2 separate regions of the Lactuca sativa genome follow, and region 2 is linked to region 1. The links are chromatin contacts, called in public Hi-C maps. All regions are on one chromosome and are shown on one strand. The core of a region is the stretch at or near the end of the contact, and the rest is flanking DNA. Distances in the headings are between cores, read along the strand shown. Region 1 holds the start of LOC111918705 (exopolygalacturonase). Region 2 holds the start of LOC111878849 (fasciclin-like arabinogalactan protein 7).

The links. A called contact is a pair of places that touch in the nucleus more often than the background predicts.
Region 2: a Hi-C map of leaf shows a contact between it and region 1, with 3 times the contacts expected there. The contact joins the promoter of LOC111878849 here to the promoter of LOC111918705 in region 1. A contact is called at or near these places in 2 of 4 Hi-C or Micro-C datasets (both in leaf).

What each region holds. Positions count from the first base shown.
Region 1 is chr5:273,989,440-273,993,468 of Lsat_Salinas_v11, forward strand. It overlaps LOC111918705 (exopolygalacturonase), which reads left to right and starts at 1,907. Exons shown (of 4, transcript XM_023914341.3): 1 at 1,907-2,521; 2 at 2,650-2,958; 3 at 3,053-3,568; 4 at 3,660-4,029. The coding sequence starts at 2,396. The coding sequence ends at 3,944.
Region 2 is chr5:274,197,226-274,201,254 of Lsat_Salinas_v11, forward strand. LOC111878849 (fasciclin-like arabinogalactan protein 7) reads left to right here and starts at 1,677. Exons shown (of 2, transcript XM_023875336.2): 1 at 1,677-1,831; 2 at 2,677-3,670. The coding sequence starts at 2,706. The coding sequence ends at 3,491.

The DNA.
Region 1 (4,029 bases), core at 657-3,156:
TCGATCCTGATAGCACCATCAAATTCACTTGATCTTCATCTTTGTCCATGTAAATTGTTTTTGTTCTGTTATGTTATTACTAAAATTGTTATTCGTCTTTAGGATGATCTATCTTTTACATCCATTCTGAAAACACTCCTAATAAGACAGTAGAAAAGGAGAAGAGTAAAGATGGGAAAGAGAAAGTAGAAACAAAAACACAAAGACAAGTGGAAACATTTTCTAGCATAAGTTGCAATGGTAATCTAGTTTGTACAGACCAGGGAAAAGCCGTCTCTTATGTATTCAAGAATTTGAATATGGTCAAAAGGAAACTCTTCTCTTTTGATTCATGGTTTATTGCACACAAGCAATTTGATGAAAATCCTCAAAGAGTTCATTGTTGTTCTTGGCTTAAGAACAGGGGTTGTTTGGACCTTCAACCATTTTCATGTTCCGTGCATTGCATCAAATCTCTTTTACATACTCTGTCTTCACCTCACCTTTGTTCAAAAAAAAAATAGCAATCCCAGCTTGGATTTGAGCTACTTCAAGAAACTAGATTACTCTTCAAAAGATCTAAATGGAAATATTTGATCTCAAAAGAAACTTATACATATCGGAAATCACATGCTTTCCATTTCCTCTAAGATGGTTTGGAGAATGGTATTACAGGACATATTTAGATGTAGGTGAATTTGGGTTTTGTGGATCTGTTGTAAGACTTATGAATTTAATAGATCGTCCAAGTATTTCGGTTTATATTTATAGGTATATGAGTGGGCCAGATAGGGTACCTCAAATAGTTCCTAAATCTATATGTATATTTGAAAGGTATGCTGGAGATATTGCTTGGAGACATATTGAAGCATTTATATTTTATATTTTATTTTTTAAGGTGTTAATTTGTTTTTAATGTAATGTGTTAATGTTATTAAACTTTTATCCTTATTTATTTATATTATTGTATTAAAGTTGGATTTATTAATTTTTGAACATTTTTATTAATAATTAATGGTCTCCGCTTAGCCGGTTAATCCCTTGACTCCAATCTAACGCCGAGCTATCGCCAAAAGTTTTTTACAACCTTGATACACACACACACTAGGTGTATACCTGCACAAATGGACGACGACAATTATTATTGTTTCAATGATTGGTTTTTTTAGAAAGTCTTATTTGATTATTTCAATGACTATAAATTTTCTTGCTGATATGTTAGAAAATTTGGTACCCAACCTTTGGGCAAACATAATACCCACGTTAAAAAAGAAAAAAATCATTGATGTTTCTTTCCTTCAATATTTTCGTTGATTATTTTTTACCATAATTAGTTTTTTTCATAGATGAAAGGTTTGTGCATAACATAATTATATATTAAGTTATCAAGAATGTAACTCTTAAATTTTAAGAAAAATTAAATATGCTTTATAATATATATATATATATATATATATATATATATATATATATATATATATATATATATATATATATATATATATATATATATATATATTCTATAATGAATTTTCTATCCACAACTTTATGTCATTATTCAACAATGAATAAATGAATAATCGCATGTTAAAACTAAAATTAGAATTTACTACAAAAATACACATACATAAATTTATAATAGAATAACAACCTTATAATGAATATATGATTAATCAAATGTTAATATTCATATTATAATTACTTCAACAATACATATATACAATATTCATTACAGAATAATAACATAAACATAGTGTTTTTACGTTCTCACACTATTTACTGTTTTTATTTGAACTTACTTCTATATATATATATATATATATATATATATATATATATATATATATATATATATATATATATATATATATATATATATATATATATATATATAATCGGTATTCATATGAATTTAGACTCATATATACACACATAAAATATTTTAGAGTTTTCGATTATTTCTGTATCCAGTTATATTTGGAAAGTATCACTATATCTAAGGTCCCCCAATCCCAATTGAATGAGCGATTCACGTGTTTACTAATTCCACTTCAACATAGTCTAACTATAATCCAAGCAAATCTGCACTCAAATAGATTGCTGCCTGAATCTGGACCACTTCTCCGATATCGATGGCATCTCCCATGTCTCAAAAAATATCGAAATTCATGACTACAAACTTGAAAATAATTCAATGACAAATAGTATTTAACAGCTGAAAATCTGACCGTAAGTTGGTCCTACTAATTTTGTTCACCTGAGATTAAATGTGTGGAGGACAAAAAATAGATTAAGAGCCTCATATAAATTGGCGTTGAAATCCATTTAGATACTCTTCCATATAATTTCTAGTTACATTCCTCGACCATTTGGATTATTAAAAATAAGTTACAGAATAAATAAAAAATATAAAAAAATGGCTGCATCAACTTCTATAGGTTTGTTTCTCTTTGTAGGATTTCTAGTCGCAAGAACCAAAGCAGGGCCAATCGATGTCAAAACTAAAGGTGCCAAGGGCGATGGCGTCGCCAATGATGCAGAAGTACGTACATAAACACATATACATACACGTTACGTTTTTTCTTTTTAATTTCTTCTTTTCATATGAATATTCATTTAAATTTGGATTGATCTGTTGTGGGCATGCATTATATATATATATATATGCAGGCGATTATGACTGCATGGAAAGAGGCTTGTGATTCCCCAAACCCATGTCAGGTGGTGATCCCACCGGGAACATATATGGTGTCTTCTCCACTTACATTATCAGGTCCATGCAAGAACCCTATTGAGATAAATGCAAATGGAGCCACCCTCAAAGCCCCATCGGATCCTACCGGCATAAAAGGACCAGGTTGGATCATGTTTAAAAATGTCGATAAGATGACTTTATCTGGAGGTATCTTCGATGGACAAGGCCAGGAGGCTTGGAAGACAAACAACGCTGCCAAAACCGGAAAGTGCGACTTACCATATGTACGTATATGTAGTAGATCCCTGATTATATATATGATATGATATGTCCTTGGATTAATTTGATTGATATTTGTTTTTCAATTAATTTGATCAGAACTTCAGATTCGATATGGTGAAGGCTTCGTTCATTAGAGGTATAACATCAATGAACAGCAAACACTTTCACATGAATTTTCTTGGGTGCGACGGAACAACCGTTGAGAAAGTGACGATTGAAGCACCGGCGGAGAGTCTGAACACAGACGGGATGCATATCGGGAGAACAAATGGTCTCAACATTACCGATTGCACTATAAAAACAGGCGATGATTGTGTCTCCATTGGTGATGGAAGCTCGAATATCCATATCGAGAAAATAAAATGTGGACCTGGACATGGCATCAGTATCGGAAGCCTGGGTAAGTACCCGGATGAAGCACCGATTGACGGAATCTTTATCAAGGGTTGCACGATGACCGGCACCGATAATGGTCTCCGGATCAAGACGTGGCCTGGTTCACCACCTGGAAAAGCAGTCAACATGCATTTCGATGATGTTCAAATGGAAAATGTCGGAAACCCTATATTAATCGATCAAGAATACTGCCCTTATGTCGGTTGTAAACCTGAGGTACGTTATTAATCCTTCAATTCAATTCCTTTCTACAAGACTTTTAGCTCTTCTGATCACATTTCATTTAATACTTTTCGTTCTTGCTCAGACCAACTCCTCAAAGGTGAAAATTGCAGACGTTTCGTTTAAAGGAATCAGGGGTACGTCTTCCACAAAAGCAGCGATTAGGCTACTGTGCAGCAAAGACATACCATGCGAGAAGGTGGAGTTGGCTGATATCGACTTGAAATACGAGGGAAAAGAAGGAGCAGGTGCCATCTCGGAGTGTAAAAACGTGAAACCAATGACCACCGGAAAAATCATCCCCGAGGCATGTGCAGCACCAGTAGAACCCTTTAAAGAAAAAGGTGGCGAAGCCGATAGCAGCAGTTAGCCGTTGATGATCGCTGCTCTGTTTCATCGTGTAATTAAGTAGTGGCGGTATGATTGTAATCGATTAATTACTAGATGACCAAATG
Region 2 (4,029 bases), core at 427-2,926, 210 kb after region 1:
AAATCTAAACCCTAATTTATCATATTTGGTCCTAATTAATGATGTTGATTATGTGTCACAACACTTCAATCCAAATACCTACAAATAACTTGGTAGATGCACAAGGGCGGAGCCACCTTAGGACCAGGGTAGGCCCAGGCCACCCAAAAAATTTCATTTTTTTTGCATATAGAAATATGATATTATTTAGGTGTAAGTTAGTCAATAAACACATGTAGTTCAGCAGCAAGACACTATATCTTTGATCATACGAGAAGTGTTCGATCCCAGTGCATTATATATATATATATATATATATATATATATATATTTAAGAGACCATTTTTTTGTAATTCTCTCTCTCTCACACACACACACACTCTCTCTCTCTCTCTCTCTCTCTCTCTATATATATATATATATATATATATATATATATATATATATATATATATATATATATATATATATATATATATATATATATATTTCAATTATTTTATAAGGAACATCTTAAAAAAAAAAATTTGACTCCGCCCTTATGCACTCATTTTGGGTAAGAATGTTTGTTGAAGGCTTGGATATCAATGTGAAAATTACATTTACATTTATTTTTGTACAAAAAAAATCCATTTCGTAAGGATTATTTTGCAGTATTATTGTGAAACCTACTGACACGAAACCGACAAACGATTTTCAAACTAGGTAATTTCCCAATAAGATCCAAAATTTAATAGCAGCTCCAATACTAAACCTTATGGCACAAACGACATGTGAATTTTGTAGACTTCGTTATGAAATATATGGTTATTTTTAAAAAAAAAAAAAAATTAATTGTGGGGCTATTTTTTGTCGAAGTCGTGCCAATAAGGCTTTTGTCCATTTTATTAAAAAAAATGTAACCAACCAAGCCTACCTATGAAAATTGTAATTTGGCCAATATAGGAGGGCTCATCTTAATCCCAACAACACCCCCTCACTCGAAGAAAAATCAAAAAAAAAAAAAAAAAAAAAAAAAAAAAAAAAAAAAATCCACCTCATTTGAAGATTTTGTGACGGTGGTAGGGTAGAGTGCAAGATCGGACATTTCAAACACTATTTGTTTTATTTGATTTTAAATAGGTGAATTAGTTGAGAGAGTTCTTTGATTGAGAAAGCCCACCTTCAATATTGAAACACTATAATAATTACACGTCAAAACTAATACTATCATTATTAAGGAGGAATCGTATTTCTAAAAGACAAAATGAAGAAACATTAACTTATGTACTTCATTTGTCGGTTGATATTTGCCTCTTATATTATTACTTTTTCGTTAAACATAGAGAATTAGTATGTAAAACAGAAGCAATGTCTCATTATGTATAAGTAACACATGCTATAAAAGAAAACCATGATTATATTAAAAATATACAAGATTGATTGACGCAATTCACTAATTCACATGATTTATAAAAACACAAGCAATTTTACAAAGAATCAAAAAAATATTGAAAACTGAATCTTAACTAAAAGAATTTGTACTATCGTCATAGATCCGAGGTATTAAATCTTTCTATGAACTCTGTAATTCCTCACAGATTAAAATTTAATTGTTTGTTTCTCATAAATGTCATATAAGATTATAGGAATGTGACACCAAACCATTTTTTTTTTTTTTTTTTTAAATTTGTGTAGACTTTACGAACTTTTGCTTGTTCTCTTGACTTGTACCAAATGCCACTCAATAAATGGTAGTTTTATTAAGAAAACCCTCTTATTTATACTCTCTCATACATTCCACTCTCCAGTGCATTATCATCTTACTTCACCTTTACTCTCCCCTTCTCTCCCTGAGTATTTCCTGCCAACGGTCAGTCTTTTTCCTCTCAATCGATTCACGCAATTCAATAATCGTATCAGATTTGATGATTGCATTGTGTTATTGTTTGTATAATTGAAGTGGGTATTGCTTTTTATTACCGATTTTTGCTTTTTCTTCATGAATAGATCTAGATCTGCATCTGTATGTATGTGTGTATGTATATGTATGTTATCTTTACGAAGCACATTGTTGAATGTGGAGTGTAGCTACTCTCTGTCTTGCAAGTTTTCTTTGATTATTTCAGTAGTGTGTTGCTGATAAACGAAGCTTTGATCTTGAAATGCAAATCAAATTGTTGGTTTTTTTTAATAATTGGAGATGGGATCTTTGATCTCTGATGTTGGATCTTTGGCTTCATATCGATTCAAGAATTTCGATCTTAAACTCTTCAACTAGTTTGTTCTTTTTAGGTAGTAGATCTGTTTTCTTGAATTTGAAAATCACCAGGAAAGGAAAGATTTGATCTTACGAACAAATTTTGAACCTGTTTCTTCCGATCGTATCTCCTCATTTCTTGGTAAACTCTGTTTTAATTAGAGGGTAATTTTGTAACTTCACAAACATATGATACAACTTGCTCAAGTGAAGTCCAATTTTCGAAAGTCAAAACCATTAAATTCTGTCATAAGATCTTCTAGCGTTGGAATTATTAGCTACAAATTTTTCCATTTTGATTCCTGTTATTTAAATTAGTTCATTATCATTCTGCTATTAGAGAAAATTGAAACAATTTTTATAAATTCTCAACTCAAGAAGCAACTCGATTGACTTGAAAAAGTCAAACACCGTTTCTTTCCATGATCAATTTGTCGAATGGGTTTTTCTGTTTGCAGGATTGGTGTTGATTGAGGTCTTGAAGAACATGGATTCGATCAAGATTTTCATGTGTTTTACCACACTCCTGTTTGCATATGCACAAGCAGCAACATTGGCCGCCGAGTCACCGCCGATTATCTTGACACCAACTCCGGCACCGGCACCAGCGCCGGACTACGTTAACCTCACCGAGCTCCTGAGCGTCGCTGGTCCTTTCTCTACCTTCCTTAAATACCTTGAATCAACCAAAGTCATCGAAACCCTACAAAATCAAGCCAACAACACAGAAGAAGGAATCACTCTGTTTGTACCCAAAGACAAAGCATTTACTTCCCTGAAAAAACCCTCCCTGTCAAACCTCACCGCCGATCAGCTCAAACAGCTCTGTCTTTTCCACGCGCTGCCACATTACTACTCGCTTTCAGACTTCAAGAACCTGAGCGGCGCCGGCCCTGTTAACACGCTCGCCGGAGGTCAGTACACGCTGAACTTCACAGATACCTCCGGCACCGTTCGTATTGGGTCCGGTTGGACTAACACAAAAGTGAGCAGCAGTGTGCATTCGACGGATCCTGTTGCCATTTACCAGGTGGACTGGGTGCTCCTTCCTGAAGCCATTTTCGGAACTGATATTCCTCCTCCGGCACCTGCTCCGGCACCGGTGCCAGATATTGCTCCGGTTGCTGATGCTCCAGAAGCAGATGGTGGGAAAGGAAAGGGAAAGGCTGCGAGTTCATCATCGCCTTCCTCTTCTGACCGGATTATAGGGTGGAGCGTGTGGAGGTGCGTGATGATGGTGGTTGTTTCCGTTGGATTTGCGGTGGTGTTGTAAGATAAAGCAAAATTGGGATATTTGAATGAAGCTACGGAGAATCGATTTGAATTGATGAAAAGCAAGCCATTCTTTTGATGTCAGTATTTATATGTATTTCATTGATTGGTACTTGAATGAGAATTTGTATTATTTTTGTTGTATAATCTTCATTTATTCTATTCTACAAAATTACACTATTCGCTCCTCTCGTTTATTCAAGTTTTTATTATTATTACTAGTTTATAACATCGGGAACCACGGTTACAAAACTAATTAAACTGCTATAGTGAGAATTCAAAATTATCAATCAATAATTTCAAATAAATTATAAATTTATAGATATTTTTTTAGTTATATAAAATTATAATTATTAATTTAAATAAATATGTGAACTTATATCATTTTATAATTTGTATTAATTTTAATTTAATTTTTATTCTAATGTAATTAAAGTGAGAAATTTAAAATTTAAAATTGAAAATTAATAGGTTGATAAGTGACATGCATTAATGATGAAGACTAATAGGGTGACACATGGCAAAAGTAGAATAAAATA